Linked DNA regions of Mus musculus: all the other regions are linked to region 1. Evidence: chromatin contacts called from public HiCAR-type, HiChIP or PLAC-seq and promoter capture Hi-C data. All regions are on one chromosome and are shown on one strand. Each heading gives the region's core, a stretch centred on a gene start, on an enhancer-like site or on the middle of the called end of the contact. The rest is flanking DNA. Distances are from core to core; before and after follow the strand shown.

The links. Promoter capture Hi-C pulls out the DNA fragments that hold promoters and counts their contacts. HiCAR-type assays count read pairs that join an accessible place to other places. HiChIP or PLAC-seq counts read pairs in DNA pulled down with a chosen protein or histone mark.
Region 2: an H3K4me3 HiChIP or PLAC-seq map of embryonic forebrain shows a contact between it and region 1, with 8 times the contacts expected there. The contact joins the enhancer-like site here to the promoter of Castor2 in region 1. A contact is called at or near these places in 5 of 39 promoter capture datasets (the C10 cell line, cranial neural crest, embryonic stem cells and 2 more) and 1 of 115 datasets of contacts at active chromatin or transcription factors (embryonic forebrain).
Region 3: a contact with region 1 is called in an H3K4me3 HiChIP or PLAC-seq map of embryonic limb bud, with 9 times the contacts expected there. The contact joins the enhancer-like site here to the promoter of Castor2 in region 1. A contact is called at or near these places in 6 of 39 promoter capture datasets (the HPC-7 cell line, cranial neural crest, frontonasal cranial neural crest and 3 more) and 2 of 115 datasets of contacts at active chromatin or transcription factors (embryonic limb bud and kidney).
Region 4: a contact with region 1 is called in a HiCAR-type map of astrocytes, with 12 times the contacts expected there. The contact joins the enhancer-like site here to the promoter of Castor2 in region 1. A contact is called at or near these places in 7 of 39 promoter capture datasets (the C10 cell line, the HPC-7 cell line, cranial neural crest and 4 more), 5 of 115 datasets of contacts at active chromatin or transcription factors (astrocytes, embryonic forebrain, embryonic limb bud and 2 more) and 1 of 9 other capture datasets (embryonic tail).
Region 5: a contact with region 1 is called in a promoter capture Hi-C map of hippocampal neurons, with 11 times the contacts expected there. The contact joins the enhancer-like site here to the promoter of Castor2 in region 1. A contact is called at or near these places in 8 of 39 promoter capture datasets (the C10 cell line, the HPC-7 cell line, cranial neural crest and 4 more) and 3 of 115 datasets of contacts at active chromatin or transcription factors (astrocytes, embryonic forebrain and stem cell-derived neural progenitor cells).
Region 6: a contact with region 1 is called in an H3K4me3 HiChIP or PLAC-seq map of embryonic forebrain, with 9 times the contacts expected there. The contact joins the enhancer-like site here to the promoter of Castor2 in region 1. A contact is called at or near these places in 5 of 39 promoter capture datasets (embryonic stem cells, frontonasal cranial neural crest, liver and 2 more), 2 of 115 datasets of contacts at active chromatin or transcription factors (astrocytes and embryonic forebrain) and 1 of 9 other capture datasets (embryonic stem cells).
Region 7: a contact with region 1 is called in a promoter capture Hi-C map of trophoblast stem cells, with 10 times the contacts expected there. The contact joins the enhancer-like site here to the promoter of Castor2 in region 1. A contact is called at or near these places in 5 of 39 promoter capture datasets (cranial neural crest, embryonic stem cells, hippocampal neurons and 2 more) and 3 of 115 datasets of contacts at active chromatin or transcription factors (embryonic forebrain and embryonic stem cells).

The regions. Positions count from the first base shown.
Region 1 is chr5:134,098,195-134,101,128 of GRCm38.p6, forward strand. Castor2 (cytosolic arginine sensor for mTORC1 subunit 2) reads left to right here and starts at 1,554. Exons shown (of 9, transcript NM_030719.3): 1 at 1,554-1,957. The coding sequence starts at 1,845. Gm15627 (predicted gene 15627) reads right to left here and starts at 1,447. Exons shown (of 2, transcript NR_166664.1): 1 at 932-1,447; 2 at 218-571.
Region 2 is chr5:132,159,988-132,162,921 of GRCm38.p6, forward strand. All of the region lies in intron 2 of Auts2 (autism susceptibility candidate 2), which reads right to left. Among named protein-coding and RNA genes, the nearest start is that of 4930563F08Rik, 280 kb to the left of the region's middle. Within about 2 kb of position 1,519, at least 41 of the 459 cell types and tissues checked have an H3K27ac peak or open chromatin away from gene starts, as enhancers often do. A contact at or near this core is called in embryonic forebrain, where this site is marked.
Region 3 is chr5:132,193,802-132,196,735 of GRCm38.p6, forward strand. All of the region lies in intron 2 of Auts2 (autism susceptibility candidate 2), which reads right to left. Among named protein-coding and RNA genes, the nearest start is that of 4930563F08Rik, 320 kb to the left of the region's middle. Within about 2 kb of position 1,415, at least 36 of the 459 cell types and tissues checked have an H3K27ac peak or open chromatin away from gene starts, as enhancers often do.
Region 4 is chr5:132,228,419-132,231,352 of GRCm38.p6, forward strand. The region is part of intron 2 of Auts2 (autism susceptibility candidate 2); the gene reads right to left. Among named protein-coding and RNA genes, the nearest start is that of Auts2, 310 kb to the right of the region's middle. RefSeq lists an enhancer at 734-1,942. Within about 2 kb of position 1,488, at least 76 of the 459 cell types and tissues checked have an H3K27ac peak or open chromatin away from gene starts, as enhancers often do. A contact at or near this core is called in forebrain and stem cell-derived neural progenitor cells, where this site is marked.
Region 5 is chr5:132,281,773-132,284,706 of GRCm38.p6, forward strand. The region is part of intron 1 of Auts2 (autism susceptibility candidate 2); the gene reads right to left. Among named protein-coding and RNA genes, the nearest start is that of Auts2, 260 kb to the right of the region's middle. Within about 2 kb of position 1,414, at least 2 of the 459 cell types and tissues checked have an H3K27ac peak or open chromatin away from gene starts, as enhancers often do.
Region 6 is chr5:132,488,943-132,491,876 of GRCm38.p6, forward strand. The region is part of intron 1 of Auts2 (autism susceptibility candidate 2); the gene reads right to left. Among named protein-coding and RNA genes, the nearest start is that of Auts2, 53 kb to the right of the region's middle. Within about 2 kb of position 1,494, at least 18 of the 459 cell types and tissues checked have an H3K27ac peak or open chromatin away from gene starts, as enhancers often do.
Region 7 is chr5:132,528,689-132,531,622 of GRCm38.p6, forward strand. The region is part of intron 1 of Auts2 (autism susceptibility candidate 2); the gene reads right to left. Among named protein-coding and RNA genes, the nearest start is that of Auts2, 13 kb to the right of the region's middle. Within about 2 kb of position 1,548, at least 10 of the 459 cell types and tissues checked have an H3K27ac peak or open chromatin away from gene starts, as enhancers often do. A contact at or near this core is called in trophoblast stem cells, where this site is marked.

The DNA of each region.
Region 1 (2,934 bases), core at 304-2,803:
AAGAAGGCTGGGAGTACTTGAGTGTTAAGACTGTCTGCCTACTATGTACAAAGCTCTGGGTTCCATCCCCACCACAGCATAAACCAGATGTGGCTCTGTACAGGCAACCGAAATGGAGGCGAAAAGATCAGAAGTTCAAGGTTATCTTCAACTATAGATAGACTTGATGAAGGATAACATGAGATAAACGAGACTCTGTCTCAAAACAAAAGAAAAATAGAGCTATCAGTTATTTATTGAAATTACGTGTGTGCACGCATGTACAAATCAGAGGAACAACCTGCAGGGTTCCATTCTCTCCTTCCAAGGTCCAGAAGATCGAACTCAGGTCAGCAAACTTGGCAGCGTCTTTACCCACTGAGCCATCTCGAAGGCCCAATCTTTAACTACATTAAAAGACATAGTGAGAATTCTGGGTTTCACGCCCTTTAGTGGGTATGAGGCAGCACAATAAGCCCCCATCTGATAGAAGGGAACTGAGAATATGAGATTGACAGGCAGGATTTTCTCCCCGAAGAGTTCCCTGTTCGCCTCGTCAGGTAGACTTGACCCACCACAACGTCAAAGCACTCTGCCAAAGGGCAAAAGCACTAGTCAGTAACTTTAACCTAGAGGATTTCAAAACCTAGTCAGCCATGAAAGGGAGAGGGGCGGGAGGGGCGGGCAGAATATTTGCTAAACAGGTCCCCCATACAGCACTCAAGCCTGGGGTTAGAAACACTAAGGATAACTCTCATTCAGATTCAGTTCCGCTCTCCACCTCACCCCGGTAACCCCCTCCCGCTCCCCCTTACCCCTCCACCCTCCCAGATCCACAGTTACTTCAGCAGCTTTGCACCCATGATCCCGGAGACCCGGGTCCTGGTTCCCGTGCCTGCCTTATCTCTATCCTCCCTCACATTTTCCGCAGCAACAAAGCCAAACACAGTACCGTGGGGGCTTTCACGCTTCTGTGCGTTTGGACACGGTGTTCCTTCTGCCTGGAAGGCCGCGCAGCTCTCCCTCTGAGCGCCCCCCTCCCCCTGCCTGCGTGCTCTCATTCAGCCCCCAGCACCCTTTTCCAAGGAAGCCGGCACCCTTCTCTATCTAACCCAACTCTTCTTTTGCTTTCCTTCCCTGAACGACAATCACCGATTCCTCTAAATCTCTCCTCTGGCAGGATCAGGCCTTTTCCAACGCTGGAGTTGCTTGTTGAGGAAAGGGGTTCTCGATTGACACCCCAAAGAAAGTACCTAATCCTGAGTTTGAGCGATTAAAGAGCATGCATCTAAGCTTAAATCCGCTCCAAATTCCCTATATGTCCCATCGGGTTCCTCTGTGTCCCTGGGGAACCCCGAAATCTTGCATTCCCAGGGCACCGTGGCGCAGCAGCCCAGCCCCCCTGGCTTGACATCAGCAAGCTGGAGTAGTCCGGGGGGTTGGGGGGAGGGCCGCGTAAAAGCGCGCGCGCGGACTACAAATCCCGATTGGCATTGCGTGGCCTCCCGGCTGGCGCCTGCGCATCACGGGCCCGGCGTTTGAGTGGCAAGTTGTTTGTTACAGCGAACACCAGCTGCTGCTGCGCCGGGCGCCGCGCTCAGCCGGGCGCTGTTTGCTTGTCCACCCCGTAGCTTGCTGCACCCCGCAGGTCCTCCCCAGGCCTCCTTTTTTTGCAACTTGCCAAGCTTCCTTTTTCTGGCTCGAGTACGAATCAACCCGGCATCGAGCTCCGGGCCCCCTTCCCTGGGCCGGTTGCCCCACGGCTTGGGGCGCACAGGGGGCGGGGGCCGCGGCTCGTCCCCGTCCCCCCCCCCCCAACTCGGGCCACCGCGGATGATCCGCCGTGGAGGAGCCCTGGGCGGACGATGGAACTGCACATTCTGGAACACCGGCTGCAAGTTGCCAGCGTCGCCAAGGAGAGTATCCCGCTCTTCACCTACGGCCTCATCAAACTTGCCTTCCTGTCTTCCAAGACCAGGTGAGAGAAAGAGAGTAAGGGGCGAGGGGATGGCTGACGGGGGGGGGGGGTGTCGGGGGGGGCTCATGGTACCAGCCCCGGGACAGACAAAGAGGCGCACCCCGGGGGGACGCAGTGCAAAACAACTTCATCCCCCCCTAATCTCTGCCATTCTCCTGCATCGGACAAAGCCACCCCTGTGCTCTCTAGTGGGGGTCCCCTCCACCCAGAAGCCCCCACCCCACTGCGCCTCCAACTGCTGCCACCAACACCCAACACCCCCCCCTCCCGTCTCAGTCCCTTCCCCGAGATCCCGAGTAACCTCCCTAAATGGCCTCTATGATGCATCCGTGAATGAATGAATGAACGAATGAATGAATGAAAAACAGGTGTGGGGATCTGGAGGAGGAAATTTACAAACTAAACACGCCCCATCCCCCCATCCATCCACCACCACCACCACCACCACTACCCTCCTCCCAGTTGGGCCGGCCCCCCTGTAGCCATTGGCAAGCGGGGAGGGATGGCGCTGAGGTCGGTCTACCCCAGAACAGAAATATCATAAAATCATTAGTAGATGTTTATCTCCAGGTGCCTGCGAGGGGAGAAGAGGTGCAGGCAGCGGGGGAGGGGCAGCAGGGCCAGGGTCGCTGATTTCTTTTCTCTTTGGGGGTCCAGCGAAGTGGGGGGGGGGGGGGATTTTGAACCATGGAAGGGGAGGAGCAGACGTGTTGATGGATCTGCCTGGAACCTGGGCTTGGATGTTCCAGGGGGAGAAAAATAGTGGAAGGCCTTGGGAGGTAAGAAGAAAAAGAAGAAAAAAAATATTTTTTTTTAATCTTAGATTTTTTTTTTTTCCCGTTGCTGGATGTGTTTGACTTCATAAACTCCTGTTAGATTAGTCAGACTACCTTTTCTTTTCATTGCCCATTTCCCCTTATGCAGTGGGAATTGGAGCAAGCTACCATTGACTCAAACCCCTTACCATTCACTTACCA
Region 2 (2,934 bases), core at 269-2,768, 1.9 Mb before region 1:
AGCCGAAGAAAAATGCTACACAGAAACATACCAAGTATTAAGAGTGGTTATTAGGTTATTAGGAAATTACTTTCTACAAAGAGCTGATATTTCTGTACCTAGAAAAGCAATGGTTATTTAAGGAGAAAAAGTAAAGTATCTTTTTGTTGTTGTTGTTGTTGTTGTTGTTGTTTTTATCTTGTAACAACACCTATAATAAATAAACTAGGTTTTATCGGCCCTAGGTGGAGGAAACATTCCAATATAACTTCTAAATTCCTATCCTCACCTAGGAACCCAGTATAGCTATATGAAATAGTGCGTGTAAACTAAGCAATTAACCAGTTAGGGACCTGTCTCGGTTGATCCAGTGCTTGTCTGGGTTTAGTCCCAGGGAAAATGGGTGTGGTAGCACAAGCCTGCAATGCCAACCTTCACTTGGGAGCCAAGGTAGGATGATCAGAATTCTTAAGGCCACGGGGCCACAGGACTGCTAAGGTGGCTCAAGAGATAAAGGTGCTTACCTTCTAGCCTGATAACATGAGCCTGATGCCGGAACCCACATAGTAGGAAACAAACTAACTTCTGCAAACAGCTCTTGGACTTCCACATGCAATGCTGTAGTACTTACATGCAAATGTGCACACATGATACACATGCATACACACGATGGATGGATGATGGATGGATTGACGGATGGATGGATGGATGGAGGGTTTAGAGATAGAATTCAGCAGTTAATGGCACTTGCTATTTTTGCAGAGGACTGAGTTTGGTTCTCAGCATCTAAATTAGGCAGTTAGTGAATGCCTTTAACTCTAGCTCTCTGCTGTTCTTTTGGGTCTTGCTACATATCCCCTCAAAGACAAATACACATAAATATTATTTCAAAAAATATTTAAAAACAATAAGTAAATGTAAAAATGTAAAGATATAAATTAAGTAATATAAATACTATTGCACCCAGTCTTGACTATAATATGAAATTTAAAGGTGGCCTGGGTTATATGAGATGGTCTCAAAATAATTTAAAATGAGCCATTAACACTGCACAGCTTGCTCTGTGAAATGACAGTACCTAAGCCAAGATTATCAGGAAAACTCCTACCTTGGATTCAAAAGTGGAAGGATAAGAAAAAACAAGCCCTTAAGGAAAAAAAAAATCTCTAAAACTCACAGCCATGTTTTGAGTAGAACTTCAGAAAAAAAAATGAAGATGTTCCTGAAGATGGACTTTTGTGAGGCACCTCACACTGGACATGATGTACAGGTTTGTCATCACAGTGTCCCCAGAAGTTTCCCTACCCTCCCTCCCATCATCTCTGAAATCCTTAAGCAAGGCTGGGTGAATAGCAGAGCCACACACTTGCTCTATGAAGGTAGCACACAGCAGATTTCTTTAGACTCAGACAAGGCAGGAGAGGGCGTGTTGGAGGGTTGGGTGGGAAAGATCATGGAAGGAGCTCTGGTACCATCTGTCTGTGGAGCAGGAAGAACACAACAACAGCTGGTGTAAGAAGCAGCAAGATGTTGGGCCTGGAAGTGACAAGATGGGAAATGACAGGAAGCAGCTTCTTGCTCCTCTGACAGCAAAGGAAGCAGGCAGCAGAACTGCAGTGTTTGAAAACCCCCAGATGCTGCCGTCTTCACATCCCAGAGCTTTGTTCAGACAACATCTGAAAGCTTGTCTTTCTTCCTTCGAGCACTCTCTATCAAACAGTCTTCTCTCCCTCCGCCTTTCTCTCACAGGCAATGTGGAATGAATTTAAAGACACACTGGGGGGAGGGAGGCATACAAATAGCACCAATATGAGCCTCTGTGAAACTTTCAAGAAAAAAATGTACCACGTGTTCTGCTTCCTGTCATTTGTTAAGTTAAACTACAATTGGGCTTGAATCCAACTAAGGAACAGAGGAATAATTAACACAACTACTGACAGTGGGCAGTGTTGTGGGGCAAGAACACTCCATAAACCAAGAGACTGCAGAGAAAGGTAGGCCAGGCTTCTTCAATGACTGCAGCGACTGCTAACCAAAGCGCTCACGTGCTTCCATTTTAGACTCTAGCTTCTGAAGTCAGAACACAGGTAATGGTATATACAGGCTGCATGGCCCAAAGGCAGAATTTCAAAAGACTTACCATCTGATGTTAATAAAATATTCTGATTTAGAGTGGTCCCATCTGCCGAACACATAAAACCAATTCAGCAACAACTGTGCCACATGCACATAAAATATACTAAAATTACAAAGTAAAAACCTTTAAATTGTATTGGACACCACAGGTCACATTTCAGAATCTCACTGTTTCAGGCTCCAACAGCCACAGTCCCGTCCTGAGTGTGCACAGCTGGTATCCAGGCCTCTCCTTTATCAGGCGAGCTCAACTCCGAGGAGCCAAGCGGGTTACCCTCCAGTTTTTCAAAATGCTTTGTCCCAGGGATGGTTGTGTGCAGTGCTAAGTAATTTCTCTGCTTAGAAGTGGATCCACCCTGACTCTAAGTGAGCAGCTTCAGAAGATAGCACCTTCTAGATCTTCACAGGAGAACCAGTACCAGGAATGCAGTCTGACAGATCCTTTTACCATCTACTGGTCATGACTATTCGACACGACAATTACATTTTGAGTTGGAGACAATGAACTTATACTACACATAAAATAAAAAGTACTTTAAACATGCCTCACGTTATAAGTAAGACAATGTGAAACTGGAAACCAGAGCCTTAAGACAGATGCTCAATCAATGTTCCACAAACAAACAAAATAATCTTTACAATAGATTCAACATTCAAATGTGCTTCTGAGAAAAACTCCAATTTGATACACAACATTGGACTTTATTGTCCTAACTCAGTTTCAGTTTCCTCTTCTATAAAGCAGACTAAGTCCATTACAGAGTTTATAGGTGAACTAACTGAAATAAACTGAAATGAGACCAGTGTTTTTAACGCGCT
Region 3 (2,934 bases), core at 165-2,664, 1.9 Mb before region 1:
AGAAGAGTATCAGAAGTTCAATACTATCTTCTGCTACAGAATAAGTTTGAGGCCAGGAGGCCATCCTGTGCGATGAGACCATGTCTACAAAGAAAGAGATGCACGCACACACACACACACACACACACACACACAGTCATGATTTTTCCATCTTACCATACCCCCATCAGAGCTTAATTGTACAATTGGTATGCCCATGTTTTGAACAAGCAAATGAATGAAAATTCCAAGAAGGAAGGATGATCAAATTTACATAAAAACCTCATTTCTAATTTTGCCAGTTCCTAAAAGAGTAAGTAATATAGAAAACCCAGAGTCAAAACCATGGCAGGCGGTCCCAGGCGAGTGAGGACACATGGGGGTTGGGAGGAGTATGTACAAAGTCCACGCTAGAGGTGAATAAAGCTGTCTTTATTAACAATTCTATCACTGTATACAGGGAATACATGCTAACGCAGGTACTCACTTCCACCCTAACCACTGGTAACAGTATGTTACAGGAAGGAAAGACAACAGTTCTAATAACAACACTTCAGATACAACCAAAAGGTATTTGTTCCCTAAAACGTCATGCCTGAGGAAAGAGTAAAGTAATGGTCTCTTGTATTACCAGAACACATGTTGTAGATCATTTCAACACCCAAGCCACCTTGTAAAGTTGATCTACACATGAAGACTACAGTCAACAAAAGAGAACAAAAAATCTAACTTCTGATTAAAGCAAGCTATAAGTAAGGAGGGTGATCAGTTGTTTCAGAACCAAATGTAACCAGTGTGGGAACAAATACCCCAGCTCTCTATTCAGCCTCTAGCTGCAACCAGCGGCCCCTGCTACAGCAGCTTCATTATTGTTCCTCTTCAAAGATCGTTTCCTCTCAAGCACAGGGAAGGCACCTTCCCCTTGGTTCACGATAAAGTCAGACTCAAAGCTCTAAAACTCAGGTTTCACCCAGGAATCCTAAAGCCAGAGAAAACACATTCACATTTAACACTCCTGGGCTCCTCTGCTTTCAGAGTCCCTCGGAGACCTGTCAACCAGAGACCTCAGGGAGAAGAAGCAGGCTTCCCTTGGGAAAAGAAAACATACAGACTTACCTTGTCTGTGTACTTGAACTTAACGTAGAACCAGCTTGACTTGATCATCCTCTCACCTCCTGCCCTCAGAGCAGAAAGAGTCAGGGGAGGAAAAAGGGAAGGAAAAAAGCCCACTGTGCAGCAGCGTCCACAAAGGATTCTTTCAGACTCCAAGCTTGCAAGGGATGGAGATAGACGGAGAGGAGGAGGAGCCAGAGGAGGTAAACAGGAAAATGCACTGTTTCCAGACTGGTCCTCTAACTCTTTATATCCCCACACACCTTCCCCAGTGCCCACAGCACTGACTGATCTTGCTCCGGAAACTGCACTCCAGACTGCTTTGCCAAGCTGCCCGCCTCTCCCTCTGAGTTTCTCTCTTGGCTGGCTGACAGCAGAATTCCTCAAATGGACTTCAGCTGTCTTCATCGCAAATGGCACATGTCAGTAAGCAAGGGGCAGGCCCTGGCCTGGCACCCTCCCAGAAGGCAAGCCTCAGCTTCCCCTCCTGCCTCTCCAGGGATGAATAATGATCTCCAGCCCTCCCCTCGGGACACAGATTAACACCTGGCCAAACATTATTCTGACAGAGCCCCAGTGTGGGGAAGAGGCTCTGTCTCCGCTTTAACTCCATCATGGCCATAGTAAGAACTTACCCCTTGGCTATGGAAGACTCCTCCACATTAACACAGCCTAGTCTCAGTAGCTCTTACAAAGTGACTCAGACTCCACTTTAAGGCCTTCAGAAAAGTCTTTCTTTCTACTTCTTCTAGCCACTGATATAGCTATTGATATTCTTCTAGAAATATTATGAGCTTGGGAAAAACGGCTGCCAGTTTGCAGGTAACATTTTTTTAAGAGTCGAAAAAAAAAGTATCTTGGGATTTGTTATATTCCTATCATTTAAAATTTGCCAAGTTTTTAAGGGAAATTATGAAATAGCATTCTGTAAGAATAAGCACATGGGGTGTGTGAAATCATATGTGAGCATGGCGTAGCATATGTAAGCGTTAGGCACCTGATCTCAGAATGCTATGAGCAATGAGCTAGATATACTCAGATTCAGGGGAAATGGTAACTCTTGAAACAATTTTTTAAAAAGTCAGATGTGGTGCATGCCTGTATCTCTAGCACTCAACTGCAAGTTTGAGGCCACCCTGATCAACAAGCAGAGGCCAGCTTGAACAATGTAGTGAGATGCTGTCACAAAGTAGTAACAATAACAATGACACGCATTCTTCAAGTATGGTGGTACACACATTTTTTCCTACATCTCCACAACCCAAAAAAAAAAAAAAAAAAACCATGTATTTATTAAAAACAAAATAATTAAGATCTGTTCTAATTTCATTTCTGTTGCTGTGATTAAACACCTTGGCCAAGGTGTCTCAGGGGAGGAGGAGGTTTAGTCAGCTTGCAGATCCAGGTTACAGTCCATCACGCTGGGAGGTTGAGGAAGAAAGTCAAGAGGCTAGGAACAATATAGTCACTATCAATGGCAGGGAGAAAGGAATATCAGGGTACTCACTTCATCTGCCTTTCTCCTGTCCTATACAGTAAGGAAAAACTGCCAGGAAATGGCTGCGCCCACAATGGGCTGAGCCCTCCTATATTAACTAACAATCAAGACAATCCGTCATTGGTATGGTCACAGGCCAACCCAATCTACTTAACTCCTCAGGTGAAACTTTCTCCCCAGGTCATTCTAGATTTTTGCAATCTGAAAGAGCAGCAAGTGTTCTTAACTCCTGAGCCATCTTTCCAACAACTAAACACACATACACACACACACACACACAAACACATGAACACAGATACACACACATGCACGCTAATGAACACAGGTATGTACATATGCATACA
Region 4 (2,934 bases), core at 238-2,737, 1.9 Mb before region 1:
GGGTGGCCTGGAATGTATTACACAACTAAAAACAGCCTTGAACTTCTAACCTCCGTATTCCAAGTGTTAGGAATACCACTTTACATCCCCATACACAGTGTACAATGTCTTAAAAGTCAAAGTTAGATTTCATGTATGTAAACTTGCCCTTACCAACTGACTCACACCTCAAGTGCAAGATACTCTAAACTCGTGTTCACCAGACTGATGGAGTCATGATGTAGCTACAAAGCCATGTGTGCTTCTTCAACAGGTACTTTCTTGTATCTCAGATGAAAACTACATACCCATTTTCCTTAACTTTGATTTATTTCTTCTTGCACCTTTTAAATTTACAAGTGTTGGCTAAATTCTATTGACAGACACCCACATATCTAAATCTTTTCCTATCCACTTTATTTTCTCTACTAAACCAGCCTCTTACTAAGAGCTTGATAGGAAAAAAATAATGCACCACTCACCCCCCCTCTCTCTCCCTCCCTCCCTACCTCTCTGTGTGTGTGCATGTGTGTGTGTTTGTGTGTGTGTGTCCATTCCTTCCCCAGACAACTGCCAGAATGATTTTTAAACACACATAGCACACAGAGAGAGGGGGAGGGAGAGGGGGAGGGGCAGGGGGAGGGAGAGGGGGGAGGGGAGGGGAGAGGGAGGGGGAGGGGAGGGGGGAGGGAGAGGGAGAGGAAGAGGGAGAGGGAGAGGGAGAGGGAGACCCATACTCACTCACTCTTACACAGACTTCAAGAAGCCCCCATCTGTTTTTCAATACCATAATGAAGCCTCTTTGCCAGCACCCTTCAGAAGCAAGCTCTCACCATAGTTCACCCCACTCATTTCCAGCCACTTGTCTTCTTTCATCCCAACCCGCTGCAACACAACAAAACTGTCATTCCTCCTAGGCAAAGATTAACATTCAGAGCAAACCCCCCAACATTCATCTGTGGAGAGTCTCTTTTTGTGGTGCTTCCAGAGTCCATGATACACAGCTATCAAAGTTCTGATTCTGTAGCAGGAGACCTTCCCGGAGATTCTCAGGATGTATTTAAGCAACAGCTGTTATTGAAAGATCAGGAAGTCAAGTTCAGGGACTGCATTTATTTGAACAAACAACTACACATTGCTTTCAGATACAGCCAAGATTCTGAAGGTAGCTCAGATCGTGATGGAGGGTAATAGACCACAGGTAAATACACAGGAACGTCCTTTCAGGACACTGGCAAGCACAGCTGGGTAGAAGCCAACTCCTGCAAAGTGGCTGCATTTGTCTTGCTAAGGGTCAGCCATGACAGCATCTGTCAAGACGAGCTTGAACAGAGGAACTCAGAACCCAGCCTAGCAGTAACAGGATACATCGGTATCTGGTTGGAGCACAAACAAGGTAGACTTTCTTCCTCTGGCACAGGGCAGGCACAGGGCCAAGCACACACAGTGCTCTCTGTTTTTGCAAGTCTAATGCGGTCTGCTGAGGGGAGGGGTGAGAGATCACCAGTTCATAATGACTCTCATTATGTCTGCTGCGTTCTGAGCCAAGATTAGACACTAGACAATCCTCTGTCCAGTGTCAAGGGCTTTCAACTGCCCTTTCAACAGGATAATTCCACTTCAAACTAATTTAGGTTTCTTATAACCCAGGCTACCAAAACTGATACACTTCACTGTCTCGGCCTGGAAAAAGAGGTTAATGTCTGCTCCAAGAGAAATACAGACTCGGGTTTGGAGTCTGTGTCGGCTCTACATGAGCGATAACAAACACAACACCCTAAAATCTCCCACCATCTGCTGAGCTGTCAGCCTCCCTGCAGGAACTCAATTTCTAAAGATTACAGTCCTTTTAGTATAGAGCCAGAGGAACACTCCAGAAGAACTTTAGAAAAGATATTAGCATTCCCACTAACATCAACAAGGCTGTGTGAGGTTCACTTCAGGACAGAAACAGTAATTCACCTTCGTCTTCTAGACACAGAAAAGCTTTGGTGACCAAACAGAAACCTGAAGCCTGGAGTGGGCTCATGCTCATGTCTCCAGCACCAATTCCAAAGGCTAACGCAGGACTGTGGAGAGTTAACAGCATTGTAGATGGGAGTGGCAGGCCAGCTAAGCATACACAACAAAACTTTAAAACAAAACAAAACAAAACATACTTAAAAACTTAAAACAAACAAACAATAACAACAACCCACTCAGTTTGGGGTTTTCAGTTTACGTGAATACATAAAGACAATAAAGGCAAGGTATTAATTCAGGTGATTCAAAAATCCAGGAAAAGAATTAAAAGAAAAAGAAAAACCAAGCCAAAGACACTCAGCTACTAAATGAAAAGGTCATGTTTGAAGGCTCCAAGGCTCACTTTATGTCTACAAATATGCTAAACCCACAAAAGTTTATATAAACACTGAAATTTTCCGTGTAATAAAGGTAATCTTCTATACCTACCAATGTACTCACTCCTCCCTCTAAAGCACACAGGCTTTGATGTGGTAATTTATTCTTCACATACCAGCTATCTGTGCCTACCCAAGCCATTACGTCAACAACTATGCATAATATTCTAGAGAAGTACTACTATATAAAATTTTGCATTTAAAGTACAAAAATTTTAAATAACCTTTAGACTGAACCAAAATGCATAAATAACCCAAAGGAACTTGGAAACCTATGTTCACTTGGTGAGTACACAGCCTGTTAACACTAACAGCACCCCTAGCGCCATGCTCAAATATTCCCACTCTGTCCAAAGTTCCTATGCTCATCCAAAAATAAGCACAAGTCAAACAAGGTGACCGCTGCTTTAAAAACTTACATTTTAGAATTTGGTATAATTTTCCTTTAATGGACACTGTAGATTCGGGGACTTACGGGGGAAATAAAACATCTCAAGAGAACACTGAAAAGCAATAATCTGAAGCCATTATCACAGCCTAGGAAGGCTCGACTTAC
Region 5 (2,934 bases), core at 164-2,663, 1.8 Mb before region 1:
GGCTAAATTCTGAACGCCAGCTTCCATTCTCAAAAAGGAATCAGCAAGAGTAGACAGCAGCTGTAGTCTTGGACTCAATTGTGAACTTCACACAACCGTTAAGTCTCCTGGGTATAAGTCTCAAGAAAGGACTGTCTAGATCAGGTTATCCCACAGGCAGGCCTGGAAGGGATTTTTCTTCATTAGATTAAATGAGGTAGGAAAAGGTACACTGACTGTGGCTTAGCACTATATATGCTGGGCCCTGAATGCTATAAAAGCATAAGCAACACAAAAGAGACGATAAAACAAATAAGCAAAAAACTAATTTAAAAAAGAAAATAAAAGAGAAGGGAAGGGAAGGGAAGGCCAGATGAGTAATACCCTACACACGATCATTCATTTCTCTCTGCCCCTGAATACGGATGTGCCCAGCTGCTTTGTAAGTTCTTAATGATGCTATGCAACCAGGAATCTGTGACTGAAACAGCTTCACTGATAGGTTGGTTATTGTCAGGGTAGTTTGTCACAGTACAGAAACGAAGCTCAGAGAGCAGCCCTGATAATCTGCATGCTTTCGACTGCCCAGGTATTGTGTCCAACTGCCAAAATCATCCTCAAACACTATAGTCTAAAAATTCTAATTCCCTATTGTTATTCTGTGGATGTGCTGCATATACACACATAAACACAGGTGCAGATGTAAAGTCCAGAAGAAGAATCAGTGTTTTCCTCTAACATTCTCTGCTTAATGCCTCAAGCCAGCATCTCTCAGGGAACCAGAAGTTTGTCTGTTTCAGCTAGCCTGGTTGGCAAGTCTTCATTGCCCCAGTGTTGTGGTTTCAGGCACACACAGCCAGGCTCAGTTTTCTACATGAGTGCTGGTGGTCCATATTCATAATTTCATGGCTGCAGAACAATCACTCTTGCTAATGACCCGTCTCCTCAGCCCCCTCATCTCCTCAACAGTCTCCTAATCCCTGCAGCCCCTTCTATCGTAGAAAACAATATTTAGCTATGTTAAGTCAATAGCTTCAACCTTGGTTACTAATGAAATCTCCTGAGAAAGTTCAAAAAAATCCAAAGCAGAAACACTATGAACACAGTACAACTCGACCTCCAGGGGGTCCTACTTTCTAATGTTCCTCAGCTGTGTCATCAGGGTTGGGAACTCATGGGTAAAGTGATGAAATTCCCCAGTGTACAAGCTGCTAATCCCAGATGCCAGCCTGAAATTAGCCCAATTTCAGAACCAAAAAGATCTGTTAAGTACAGAGCTCCATTAAGCTACTTCTCTGATCTTATAAATCCTAGAACATTATCTTTTCTCTTCAAAGTATTAGCAGGGGTTAGCCTCTTCATTAGCACAGGGAAGGCCTTCTTACAATTCAGATTTTATCAAGAGTCACTCTGAGTGTGGAAAGTCAACTTCTTGGTCCTCTGAGAGCTCTACACTCACTGGGCTGCACCTTCTCCAAGTTCCACCTGCTACCAACTGCTCGGAAGCTGCGAAGGATTCTGTATGTTAACCATACTTAACTTGATTGAATAATCAAGGAGGGAAAGTGACTAACATAAAATGTTAAAGCTTACTTTTAAATGCTGTCTTAGGTATCACATCCTAAAAGCATTAGAAACCAAACACAGCAATGTTGTCTTAATTTTAGCACTTAGAATAGAATTCAGGTTCACATTCAGATGTAGCCATTGACACTGCTCTGCCAAGGACTCGGACCAATATAACATGGAGGAGAAAGTGGTGAAAGAAAATGTCTGAACTGTGGAAAGGCAACCTCGATGGATCCTCTAGAATCTCACGCTTTGGAAGCCTTAACTTCCAACGCAGGAAATAATAGGTTACCCTGCCTTCCTCAGTGTAAAGACAAGGGCAGACCATTACGCCTGGGCTATGCCTCCTTGTCTATTAAGGTCAGAGAATGTATACAATCTGTGCATCTACCCAGGGCCCCACATTCAGAAAGACTTGACCATTCCTTTAAAGAGGATCTTTTACATCTTTAATGACGTTATCTTTCAGCTTTCTTTGGTAAGTGAAGTTGAAAGAGAAACCAGAGTACTTGCAAAAGTAGAGGAAATACTTGAGCTAAAGACTGCCTGGCAATCTTTGCTGCCCAATTTGCATATCGAATTAACATTGACTCATGCTCACTTGTTTTTGGAGACAAGGCCTGTAATAGCCCCACGTGACCTTAAGCTGACTGAGTAGCTGAGAATGACCTGGACTCCTAGTGACCCTGTACTGCATGTTTTTAACAGCTGAGGCTCTCCAGGCCCCAGGACCTGGTTTTGAAGGCAGAAAAGAGGCCCAAGGAATCCTAACACATCTTTTGAATGAGTATTCTCATTTTTTTATATATATTAGCCAACCATTTGTGCAGAAAATCATGGCAAACAAGGAAAAAGAAAGAAAAGGAAAAGAAAGGTCCCTTCTACCAGTCTTTCCGGACACATCCCATCCTAAAAGAATAGTATTGATTGAATGTGTACATATGAGGGTGGGCAAGTGGAGCTGAACTAACTTGCAAGAGGTGCTAAGTTTTCAACAGCAGCACTGCAGAAATCAAGTATTTAAATTTATACTTAAAATTTAAGAAAAAAACAAGGAAACCTGTCCTAGTTTTGTCTCCTTTTGCTGTAACAAAATCTCTGACAAAAGCAACTAAGGAAAATGGGAAGTCGGGCATGGTGGCACATGCTTTTAATCCCAGCACTCGGGAGGCAGAGGCAGGTGGATTTCTGAGTTCGAGGCCAGCCTGGTCTACAAAGAAAGTTCCAGGACAGCCAGGGCTACACAGAGAAACCCTGTCTCGAAAGAAAGAAAGAAAGAAAGAAAGAAAGAAAGAAAGAAAGAAAGAAAGAAAGAAAGAAAGAAGGGAGGGAGGGAGGGAGGGAGGGAGGGAGGGAGGGAGGGAGGGAGGGAGGGAGGGAGGGAAG
Region 6 (2,934 bases), core at 244-2,743, 1.6 Mb before region 1:
AAGTCACAAGGGGCATGGGGTTTGGATAGAATAGCATAGAATCTGCCCAAGCTAGGCTTTCAGCTTGTAAATAAAATACCAGGTTTTTGAATCTTTTATATGGGCTAGCTAGAATAATATTTCACTAACATGTATGTACACCTATATACAGTAAGCACTTAGTAACTAACTCACTACCTGTGTTGGATTCTTTTGGAGGGGTAGGTAGGAACAAGTCCTCATACAGCCGAGGCCAACCTCAAACCCACCATGTAGCCCAAACTGACCTTGAGTCAACAATTCTCCTGCCTCCACCTCCAACGTGCTAGGAATACAGAAGAGTTGACACCCTGCCTAAAGTCCATGACAGTTCAGAATAATGAACATGTCACACCAGTGGTTTTGCCAAAGCTCTTGGTTTTGTCCCAGGGCCCTCCTCCTCTGTCCAGTACAGCCTATGGACCTGCCCAGGCTAACTACACTAGTACAGCCAGAAGGAATGAAATAAACAATCATTTCTAGAAGACTAGAACTAAGCCTCTGCTCAAGTCTTTTCCCCTAAGCAAGTGCCCAGGTAAGCCCAGAGGCTGTGAGGGCGCAGCCAACCGCACACACTTCCTGACACAGCAGAAAGCTTTGACACTCTGCTCCGAGGTTTTCCCGAACTTTAGTGCATAAGCATCATCCGAAGGGGAGGGGTAGGTAGGTAGGGGGATTTATTAAAACATAAATTGCTCAGCCTCATATAAGGAACCTGGTTTAGAGGGTCTTGGGTAGCGACCAAGAATCTAAATTCTAACACAGTTTGCAGATGATGCTGACACTACTGCTGGTCTAGGATTCATAATTTGAGATTCACTGCAGAAAACTGGGGAGGGGATGCATCCAGGAAGTGGGGCAATTGTTTTCCGTTTTTATGGAAATATGACATCCTCTAAATGACTATAGAGCCTAGAGCTTTTTATATGTACAAAACAGCTGCCAAAAATCCTGAAGTATTTGCTTTGCTGTCTGAGCAGCCGGTTGTGATTTTCCACTCAGCCACAAAGCAGGAGCACAGATTTTTTTATTTTCATGAACTGGGGGATTTGCCTCATGTCTGTATTACTGCTTTACAGTTTCTAATTACTGGGCTGTGGCATGCCAAATGGTCAACAAGCTTCCCCATTGTTACTCAGGTGCGCCAACCGGGGCGGGGGCTGGAGAGAGCCCTGTCTATGGGACTGCTGAGGACAGACAGGCTTGCTGCCTCTGGATACTCACCTACTGCGAATACTGGAACACAGATGAACCTCAGAGACACAGCTTCTCCCAATTAACCAATGCCCCTGAAGCCGGGGCACTCCTGGCCTATTCCTTTCACTGTACAGTCAAAGGGGAGTTGCAACTTAAAGCTCAATCCTAACTTTTTTTTTCTTTTTAGTGCTTTAAATCATGCAGTTTCCATCACTGGAAAACAACCCAAAACACTCCTCTTAGAGAGCTGAAAATATGAAGACAGTAAGTGTTTTAGGCTGTTGATGCAAGAGGGAAATTTTCCCAGTTAGAAAGCTGCCATGAGGCCAGCTATTCTGGCTGTAAGCTCACAGCCTTTCCTTGAGCAATTGGACCTGGTCCCTGGCACAGGCTGCCTGGTTTGAATCTTGATTGCTGCTGTTTGATTCAAGCTACATACATAATGGCATGTTATTAAAACTCTCTGAGTATCAACTTCCTCATCTATAGACTAAAGACAGTGATAGTTCATAAACTTTATTGAGAGCGATGGAATAAGAAATACTCTATGTAAAGTGCTTGTCACAGTGTTGAGCACATTTCGAGTACTCAGTACTACAGGTCTTACCATAGCCACCTGTAAACGTGAGTGTAAACAGAATGTGTATGGTACGCAGAAGGATCTGAGCCCTCCTTTTCCTTCAGGATGTCAGGGTGCTACCAGGAAAAAGGATGGGTTTTCATCTGCCCCAAAGCAGACAACCATGATTAGGAGCTGCTGTTATGAGAACGAATCAAAAAGACTTCTAAAAGGACTAACAACATGGCTCAGCAAGGAAAAGTGCTTGCCATGCTAGTCTGAGGACAGAAGTTCAATCCTCAGGGCACACACAGTAGAGAAAACCAACTCCTGGATGTTGTCCTTGGACCTCCACAACCACACCATGGCATGTACACCAGAACTTACACTCACACACACAAAATCTTTTAAATTTTGTACATGTGTGTGTGTATGTGAGCGTGCGTGCGCACGTGAGAGGTCCAAAGCATTGGATCTCTTTTGTGAGCCACACTACAAAGGTACTGGGAACCCAACTTGGGTCCTCTGCAAGAACAGTACACGTTTAACCTTCCATCTCTCCAGCTCTAATAAAAAGAATTAAAAGGCAGTACAAAGAGTGTGTATCTACGTAATGGGGGCTGGAGGCGGGGGCTAGAAGGAAGAGCAGCAAGAAAGCACAGACAACAGGTAAGAGGAGTCAGAGGTCAACAAGCTGACATCAAATATAATTCCAAAGTGCCTGAAACTGTAAGAGAAGACATAAGTTGTCTAACTGCCTCCTAAATAAATCCCTTTCTTCCTCCTTATTCTAATTCACTTCTTATCCTCCAACAAGCCTGGAACATCCTTAGCTGAAATCATTTCTAAGCTGAGACAGAAAGAAGCAAGGAGGTCCTTTTTATGGGAGTGTGCACATGAGGCCCAGAAGAACAAAGCTGGGGCTGAGGAAGAGGAGGTGGCAGGCAGGGTGAGTCTCAGGTCAGAGGGACTGCAGGAGTAAAGGTCACAGATACAAAATAAGCACACATTCTTCCCACAGCTGCTGCCTAACAAAGGTAACTCTGAAAAGTGTGCAATCAAGAATCAATGGAAGCAAAAGGGAGGGCCTCAGCTCCTCAAGGAGCCGAGCCAGAATAAAAGCCCACAATTGCGTGAGCATGTGCATGCATGTACGGAGA
Region 7 (2,934 bases), core at 298-2,797, 1.6 Mb before region 1:
CTAGGATGCACAGGAGAAAGAAATCACTTCTGAAATTTGTCCTCTTAACTAACCTCTGTATGCACATTCAAACAAGGGGACTAATGGACACACACACACACACACAAATATACACAAAGTTTAAAATTATCTAACTAATGGTCAAAGGAGATGTATCTTGATACTCTGCGATATTACGTAAGACAACTTTCAAACATGGGAACATGGTAAGCGGCACTATTTTAAAACCACTGTTTTCCTTGCACAGGAGGTCACCTAGAACAATCTGGACCGTCTCAGTGTTAGACTAATGAAACGTTTTTAAATTAAACAACCAACTGTCTGACTGAGCAGGTTTCAACACCCAGGTGTGAAATCTCACCTCCCAGGGCTCTGGCTGAATTATCCCCTTGCCTCTCACCTGCAATTACCATTTGCTCCCTCCCCCAGGTAGCTCTCAGCTACCACATATCCTCTGAGGCCCACATCTGGAAATAAAAACTCCCTCTGGGGGGCCTCCTGTGCTTTGGGGAGAGAGAGGGAGAAGAAAAACAAGAGCTTCATGCTAGTGTAGATGATTTCTGAAAATACCTTCCTTGACACACAGGGTAAAAAGCAAATTGATAAAATGAAGCCCTTAAGTCACCTCAGTTAAGGGTAATTTTTCTTAATAAAGTAAATTTAGATCCCTGTTCTTCTAGAGGCCAGTTTCTTCCATCTAGACTGAGCCCAAAAATTCAGTAAAGGATATTTCTTTCAGTTGAGAGGGCATAATTAGACGTTTTGATTAGAGCGTTTTCCTCCCCTGTTTAACAAGATGTAACAGATGTCCTCGGCGTTCCTAATAACAATACAGCTTTTGGCACCCTTACAATTTTAAAACTGAACTGTCATATAGAAAAATTACAGCTAGGGTGTCTCTGTACAATCCTGACTCTGAAGTGGTTATGACATGCCTGGACTCCCCAATGGAGCAGGTATGGAAATCATATTCCATATTCATAGCCACAAGCCCTCCTCGGTGTGCACCTGAAAACCAAGCTCTGAGATCTGAAAGACAAGAGCTTAGTCCAACCACCGTCAATTAATGCCAGAAGTACCAAGACTAAGTAAGGTGAGAAACCTGAGAAACATGAAATTCTCACAGTCATTTCCTTCCAGGGAACACATGAAGATTGGAGATACGAAGCACAGAAAGCCATGCCCACCAAACAGGACTTGTTGGCTAGTTATTTTGCTGTTTGTTCTTTTAAGATTCCTTTTTATTACTTTTAAATGGGTCTATGTGTCTGGGTATGTCCATGTGTGCACAGGTACTTTCAGAGATCACAGAACTGCAGCTGCAGCCCTTATAAGCTGTACAACAAGTACTGGGAACTGAGCTCTGACTCTTTCAAGAGCAGTAATCGCTCTTAACCACTGAGCAACCTCTTCAGCTCCTCACAGTTAGTTTGCAACAATCAACTAACTTGCCCCAGGCTAGAATCAGCTGAGAAGAGCACTTGCCTCCCGTTTCCTGGACTGAAAATCTATCTACATCCGGGTGGACTGTAGGAAGAATGTAGGTGACATCATTCATTCCCTAGGCTAGGAGTCCTAAATAGAGAGAGTAAAGAAAGCTAGCTGGGCAACAGCAAGCATGTAGCATGCATGCAACTGTTTCTCCCTGCTTGGTTGTCAACGTGGAATGACTGGCTCTCTGAAACTCATGCCACTGTGACTCCAGTGATGATAGACTGTAACCTAGAATTGTAAGCTAAGTAAATCCTTTCCTCCTCTAAACTGCTCTTTGACATTTTGGTTGTGAGCCTAGCCTTTAACGGCTGAGCCATCTCTCCAGTCCCCTAAGTTGTTTTTGGACAGGGTATTTCATCACAGCAACAGAAATAAAACTAGAACACATGACTACCAAAATCCCAACTTCCCTGCAGAGAGGAGTACTATGCTTGGTAAAAAGGACTCATTTTTCACAGCAAGATTCCCCCGACATCTGATCCAATTTACAAAAATTCGATTTATACCAACTTTGTCAACAGATCAGCCCAGGGAGCATACCCAGAGATAGGTCTACATTTTAAATGGGAGGCAAGGCCTCTCTGATTGAAGTTCAAACTCAAACATCCTGGTTTAACAGCTCCATTAATGACATTAAGCACAGATCTAAAGATTACTCAGCCCCTTTGTCAGTCGCATGTGTTATTTATGGGACAACCTATCAATCATGTCTTCCTCTGATTATTTCCTACTTTCTGGTCCTAGCCTATTTGGTCTGCCAAATTAATACATTCCATCATTGCTGCAAATCTAAACAATGGTTGGTAAAAGATTAATAAAATAGTTGGGCTCTCTGCAACCACATACACACCCAGAGAGATTCATCAATGTCTTTTTATTTGCATATCTGGCTGACTGCCCCTGCAGCAAATACGAAAGGCGCAAAGCACAGGTATCCTGGATTCTGGTTTGCATTTAATTCAGGGTGTCAATCTGCTTCTGTTTTAATTACATCCATCTTGATATGTTATTACAATCCCACGAAAAACTTTCCATTATATGAATGGTTATAAACATACATGCATGACAAATTTCCTCATTCAGCAATCAACAGACAAATGCCTTAGCCAACACAATTATGTGAATCTTGTATTTTGAGTCCTTCAGAAGGAAGTTTGAATATTCATTCATCTCAAATACAGGCCAAAGTTCCTCTGTTGCATATATTCTGCTATCAGTATTGATGAAATTGCTCTAAATTTCCCCAGGTTACCATTCTGAAGAAAATAACTTAATCCCCACTCAAAAAATTTAAAAATGTTAAGTAGGTCACAATAATCTCTTATATCCAAGTAATTATCTTTCCACTGGACATGCAAGAATGAGAAGGCAATACTTCCATGACAGAAGGGTGGGAAAGGGGGTTTTAAAACAATACACCTGTAGGAAGGAGTAATGAAT